2 separate regions of the Macaca mulatta genome follow, and region 2 is linked to region 1. The links are chromatin contacts, called in public Hi-C maps. All regions are on one chromosome and are shown on one strand. The core of a region is the stretch at or near the end of the contact, and the rest is flanking DNA. Distances in the headings are between cores, read along the strand shown. Region 1 holds the start of NDUFAF5 (NADH:ubiquinone oxidoreductase complex assembly factor 5). Region 2 overlaps SPTLC3 (serine palmitoyltransferase long chain base subunit 3).

Evidence for each region. A called contact is a pair of places that touch in the nucleus more often than the background predicts.
Region 2: a contact with region 1 is called in a Hi-C map of fetal cortex germinal zone, with 4 times the contacts expected there. The contact joins the enhancer-like site here to the promoter of NDUFAF5 in region 1. A contact is called at or near these places in 3 of 14 Hi-C or Micro-C datasets (blood, fetal cortex germinal zone and fetal cortical plate).

The regions. Positions count from the first base shown.
Region 1 is chr10:70,241,280-70,244,576 of T2T-MMU8v2.0, reverse strand. It overlaps NDUFAF5 (NADH:ubiquinone oxidoreductase complex assembly factor 5), which reads left to right and starts at 1,718. Exons shown (of 12, transcript XR_013399743.1): 1 at 1,718-1,975. It overlaps ESF1 (ESF1 nucleolar pre-rRNA processing protein homolog), which reads right to left. Exons shown (of 15, transcript XM_077951185.1): 2 at 1,562-1,585.
Region 2 is chr10:70,912,175-70,915,686 of T2T-MMU8v2.0, reverse strand. The region is part of intron 8 of SPTLC3 (serine palmitoyltransferase long chain base subunit 3); the gene reads left to right. Among named protein-coding and RNA genes, the nearest start is that of ISM1, 100 kb to the right of the region's middle. Within about 2 kb of position 2,141, at least 2 of the 40 cell types and tissues checked have an H3K27ac peak or open chromatin away from gene starts, as enhancers often do. A contact at or near this core is called in fetal cortex germinal zone and fetal cortical plate, where this site is marked.

The DNA of each region.
Region 1 (3,297 bases), core at 469-2,968:
TATTCTCAGTTTAATGTATGTAAAATAAAGGTAACAAGTCTAATTTCATCTCTCCAACTTATTCTGGGTCACATGCAAGAAAGCAGAAACATACCAAAATATCGTCTTTCCATTACAGATCATTTAGAGAAATAAACTTAAAGCAGACAAAGCAGAATCCCAGGGCTTTATGGAGGGGAACAAATATATGTCCATTGTTCTCACTTAGAATTTCTATCTGTATACCTGTATGTGTTACTAATTGAAAGCAAATGTAATTAAGATTCCCTAGACTGGGCGAGGTGGCTCACCAGCACTTTGGGAGGCCACGGTGGGTGGATCAGTTGAGCCCAGGAGTTCAGGACCAGCCTGGGTGACATGGTAAAACCCCACAAGAAATAGAAAAATGAGCCCAGCATGGTGGGCGCCTGTAGTCCCAGCTACTCTGGAGGCTGAGGCAAGAGGATCACTTCCACCCGGGAGGTGTTGACTAGAGTGAGCCTAAGGGCACTACAGCACACCAGCTGGGGCAACAGAGCAAGACCCTGTCTACCAAAAAAAAAAAGTAAGATTCCCTAGCCTCAGTTGGCCTCATTTGTTTCTTCACATTCTGGTCTCATTCTGCTACTCCTTATCTCCTGCTACTGCCAACAGCCTTTAGTTCTATAAGGCTAGCATCCTAACTAAACCGACCAAAATCAACTCAGGTTTAGCTCACAAAGTTCCCTCTTTAAATACAATCATCCTTCAAAAGTAATAAAAAGTTTAAAAATAAATAAAACAGTAAACTTGAATCTCCACGTAAAGTCTCACTCCAGTTAATAAATATCACTTATTTCTATAATATCTTATCCTACAAGTGATGAAGGCCCAAATGAGTTGATCCCCCCAAAACACACTAGAACATATATATATGTATGTATAAATTAATATTGCAATATTGCTCCCTTGTGAATAGTCCCTAATTGTTTAGCATCTCTGCATGGGAATTTTGCAAAGAGCCAAAAGTCGTTATTGACAGCAAAAAAAAAAAAAAAAAAAAAAAAAAAAATTTAAAGGCCAGCATTCCTTATTCAAAAATCAAGTCCTTTTAATTACACTAACCAGGAAAAACTGAAGCTATCGCTGGTGCATTTATACATCTTTCGATTTATTACAGCACTTAACACTCCGAGCAATCTTACGAGGTAGGTACCACCCCAACAAGCAGAAGTAATGTATGTATTGTAAATGTTTACAACGAAAGCACTCGTTGTCAGATAATTCGAGAGAGGGGAAGGCGACCAGACCTCACTTCCGACATGCGCCCACATCCCCGCAGCCCACCCTCCCCTTCTGCCCGCTCTCTAATGCGAACACAAGGCTGGCCCCTGAACGAGGGTCTCCTTCCCACCTTCCGTACCGCAGGGGGACAGCTAACAGACTGATTTGAGAAGCGACCCTGAAAAGGAGGCCGAAAAGGCTCAGGAGGAGGGGCAAAACCCCTCGCAGATCCGAAGGAGATCCTGTTAGAGACTAGTTCTTCCCCTGCGCCACACCTACGACCCCTCAAGCTCTTCAACTCGAGCTTATGCCCACTTACCGTCGGGAGTCCTTCCCGAGCCTCACATGGGGGATCACACCCACAATCCTCCGCGTGGCGCTCTGCCGTAACGGCAAGCGAAGTAGGCCAAACTACTTGCACGATCCCTCTGTGATCTTCGGAGTAGGCACAAAAGCCGCTCTGGCGCATGCGCACGACAAAAAGTGCCGGCAATTGGTGTAGCAGCTGGAGATGCTGCGGCCGGCAGGTCTGTGGCGCTTATGTCGGCGACCTTGGGCGGCAAGGGTCTCAGCGGAGAACCCTGGCCGTAGGGAAATCACCTCTGGTGTCTCTCCCCGCGGGAGCACCTCGCTCAGAGCGCTAAATATCTTCGACCGGGATTTGAAAAGGAAACAGAAGAACTGGGCGGCCCGGCAGCCGGAGCCTACGAAGTTTGACTACCTGAAGGAGGAGGTGAGCCGGCTGGGCGGTGGGGCGGACGACGCGGAGGCTTGTTTTCCTCTCCGCGAGCTCCGGCTAGGCCCCGACCTCACCCCACCTCGCCGTCTGACCTTGACTGGCAGCCCTGCCTCTCTCGGCCTGTACTGTAATCTCGCAAGGCCCAGCTTCGGATATTTGTAACGTGCTTTCATTCATTTCGGCAACGTCCCTGAGGCCGATAGAGGCCTCCAGTGAAGCTCCAGAGAGGGAGAGTGGGAGAGGAGGTCAGGAGGGTCCAAATCATCAGGGCCTTGAAGGATAGGGACTTGGGGTTTTCTTCTGTATCTGCGCTGTCCAGCCAGTGTGGTAACTGCCGGCCACACATGTGGCTGTTGAACACTTGAAAGTTGACTAGTCCAATTGAGATGTTGTAAGTGTAAAATACACACGAGTATAGTGACTTAGCATGAAAAAAGGATGTAAAATAGCTCATTAATAGCTTTTATATTGATTACATGTTGGCAGTGGTATTTCTGATATATTCGGTTCCATGAAATATATTAAATATAAATGTAAAATTAAATTTCAATTAAAATTTGAAATTAAATTTCTCTCGTTTTTACTTATGTGGCTTCTGGAAAATTTGAAATTACATATGTGGCTCTCATTTTTTGTTAGCACTGCTCTAGGGGAATGTGAAGTTCTTTTTAATCAGTGATCTGATTTATGTTTTAGGAAGATCAAATTAAGATCTCTAATTTGTCTTGGCCCGTTTGAGAAACCTCTTTCTCCCTGCCCAGATGGGCCAAAGACTGAGGGTTTCTACTTTGAGGACACGCATTCCCAAGTTCAGTCCTCAGTAAATTTTTATTCAGGAGTGGAACAAAATTGGAGTCAAGTATAATGTAACAGTTACTGAACGCCTAGCTTGAGCAGAGCTCTGTGCAAGCACACGTCTGATCAGATGATTGACAGGGTGTCTGTTTCTCAGGAAGTCTTAGGCTGATAATGTCTAGTATAGACGTAGGAAGTTTACTACCAATAAATTTTCTGGATCCTATTTGTAAGGCAGGGTGCACGGACTACACTGCTGATGTCGTGTACTTGGAAGATGTGAGCTCGTAGCCCTTTCTCCTCCAAAGAAAGTACCTGGATTCCAACTTGATTGAGGCCTTGCCAATTTGTGGGACTAGAACAAATAAAGTATATGAAGAGTTCTTTTTATAATAAACATAGGGTGTTCATATTAAGAATGATATACAGGCCGGGTGTGGTGGCTCAAGCCTGTAATCCCAGCACTTTGGGAGGCCGAGACGGGCAGATCACGAGGTCAGGAGATCGAGACCATCTTGGCT
Region 2 (3,512 bases), core at 892-3,391, 670 kb before region 1:
AAATGGCAACACTGGCCATGTACACAAGGTGCAAAGTACCAGGGGGAGGAATAATTAACTTTGTTAAGTAGTATTTAGGACATGGTTTAGATTGAATGTCCACCTTATAGACAGATAATGGGGGGCCGTATTTAACACAGAGAGAGAATAATGTATACCAAGCCACAGAAGTGATAAGGGATGTTCTGAAAACTATAAGCAGTTTGGGGTTTGTGGCATTAAAAAACACAAGGAAGGTAATAGCAACAGTAGGCAAATGTTAGTTATTAGGGAGGCTGACCCTGTGTTACGAGTTGTGGGTTTTAAGAGTTGTAATCAAAACGGTGGCAGGAATGTACTTTTAAGAAATTTTCTCTGCAAAAAAAAATTCTTTCCATAATGTTGCATAAACCATAGGTCAAATCCTGCCTTTCTCCAGTATCTTATCAATATGCCTTAAAAATTCTTATCTGCTGGGATTAGATTGTTAAGTGAATGTTGGCCCTGTCAAGGATCTTGAGTCCACTTGGTCAATATCACCAAGAGGTTTGTGAAAATAAAACAATAAATACTTGAGAGAAATTTAAAAGGAGGGAAAGGAAAGGGACAAAGAAAGTCCAATATTCAAACCTGGGGTTGAGAGATAAAGGAGCCAGTTATCCGACCAATGAGAGGACAGCCTCGTCCAAATTCTGACACCTATCTCAGACAAACCTACACCTGTCCCAAAGAGCGTGACAGTGATGTTGGCTCAGCTTAGGATGGCACACCAGGCCCAAAACCAGTGCATGCAAGTGGTATCAACAAAAATCCCCACTTCCTTACCTATTGTGATGAACAGGAATTTCTGGTAAACCAGTTAGACAAACCAAGAAGTGCAGCAGAAAACAGTCCTCTCATTGAAAGCTCATGATTTAAAACAACAGATTTAATTCTGGCCACTGGCTCTGCCATGAAATGCACAGATGCTTAAAATGTTCAGAGTTGTAAGTGGTTTTTACCCTTCAATAAACACTGCTTTCTTTCGGGTTCAAAGCATTGTTTTTCATCCCCTCTCCACTTGCCTGTGGGAATTAGCCAGGTAATGCTAAAACCATTGGGAATGCCCAGGATCTTACAAAATTCAGCTAAATCTGGTGAAAGGTTAAATGTTCCCTTCCTAGACTGCCGAAGCAGTAGGATCAGAGGGTCTCAAATTTAGGAGCTCCCTGATCCCGGCTACATTGCCTTGTGAGCTCGTGGTTTTGTGATTACTTTAGCAGCAGTTCTGAACTTCAAAATTTTTAACCAAGCGTAACTCTGTTTCCTGAACCAAAGGCACCTGAATAAACTGAAGCAAGCCAATCCTTGAAATGTTGTCAAATTTGGTGCATGTCACATTTTTCCTCCTAGAGTGCCTTCATTTGATACCCACTTTAAACAAAGGCTCGTGACTAGCAGAAGTAAAGACCAGTTCACCATGATTCTCTCTCATGCTCTCCATTCTTTTTTTTTTTTTTTTTTTTTTTTTTTTTTGAGACGGAGTCTCACGCTGTTGCCCAGGCTGGAGTGCAGTGGCGCGATCTCGGCTCACTGCAAGCTCCGCCTCCCGGGTTCCCGCCATTCTCCTGCCTCAGCCTCCTGAGTAGCTGGGACTACAGGCGCCCGCCACCGCGCCCGGCTAATTTTTTTTTTGTATTTTTAGTAGAGACGGGGTTTCACTGTGGTCTCGATCTCCTGACCTTGTGATCCGCCCGCCTCGGCCTCCCAAAGTGCTGGGATTACAGGCTTGAGCCACCGCGCCCGGCCCATGCTCTCCATTCTGACATTAGCAAGAGTATCTTTAAGGTGTAGATGTTCCTGTGTACACAATTTCTACTCATTTGGCGTAGATACCGAGCAATTGTGAAAATTACCATTATTTACATTAATCCGGATGCAGAAAAAGTATGTACATCTGTTCCTTTTCTTACCTTTTAAAATGCTCGTTTTGTGCATATTTACATCCAGAGGGTCGCATCGTTCATTCCCTTTCCTCTCCCTCCTTTTTCCTCCCCACCTTTCTCTGTCTTCTCTTCCCCTCATGTTGCACTGCAGTGTCTAAATTTACCACTAGATGGCAGCAAGAATTAGAGGTGTTTGGCAGAGACCCGTTAGCCTCCCCTGAGATCTACCGCCCTAAAACAGCAAGATGCAAAACCTTGAAAACATAGGACTGTTTCCAAGACCTGGGCGGTGAGCAGGAGCGCACTTAAGAAAATGCATGTATCTCTGATGACTTAAAAATCAGCCAGATACACACCTATGGTTTTGATGAGACTGTGACAAACCTGGGTAAACAGGCTTCCTTTCGGCCTAATGAGCTCCTGATTTAATGGAACTTAGGTATCTGTTCCTTTGTACCTTTAATTCTTTTTAATTATGTTAATTTTTATTATGTATAATTTCAAGTCAAATTATATATTGTATTCCTATGAACTTTAGACAATTTTGTGAAGAATTTTTACTTTGAGTCTGTTTAAATTATGCTTTTTAACTGAAACAACATAGGATTGGGCAAATACTAAAGAAAAACTACTTCTACTAGTAGTTTGAAAAACTACTTCTACTAGTATGTTTAAATAATTAGAGTACAGTTTTCAAACTCTGATAACTGTACTGTAAGATAGATAGATAGACAGTTGATAGACGAATAATCTCCCAGATACTTTGCCATATATCTCAGTTTAGGGGATTATTGCAAAATAGCTAGGATTCTAAACCAATGTATACAAAAGCAACAAAATTGAACATAAAAAAGTTAAAGTACACACATTCAGACTTGCTGTTTTTCTGAAACTGTATATAATTTCAATTTCACTGTGCCCACAGGGTTCTCAGTAAACCCTGAAATTTGAAAATAATCAGTTAGCTCCAAAAATCTAGAAAAAAAGATTTAAAAATCTGGCTCTTAACTCTCTTTTTAAATGATGTTAATATTGGTGTAGAGGGGCTGCATTTCCAATAACAGTGTCTGGGAGGTTCTGGAAATCTTTATGGAATGGGTCAAGGTCAGAGCTTTATATATTAGCAACTAGATGAGTCATGTAATGAAATATACTTGAAAACAAGGAGGAAAAAATGGTTTAGCATGATGATACTACCAGAGAAAACAGAGGTTTTGTTTTGACCTCAGAGCCTTTTCCTCACAAAGTGTCCTACAAATTCCCCTCTGCTAATTGGAGGTTGCTGCCAGGCTGTGATCCCCTCTTTCCACTCAAGGAAACTGCTAACAGTCTGTCCAGAGCCAGCAGAGTTTTGCTGTTCTGCTCACTTTGAGTTTGGAGCCACTATAGATGCACAGTGAACAGCCTAACTTGGAGGAGTCTGTCCTTTCAAGACTTTCCTGATGAAATTCCAGATCACTACTTCTCTCCACCTGTCAGAGCTCCATGCCATGAATGGCTTCTTTGAAGGGAAGCCTAAGCTGATGAGACTAGGTTTCTCATTTTTATTCTTTTACATCTGTATTGATCCTGCTGCTGGGAAATGTGGTCAATGCCAAAGACCCCAAA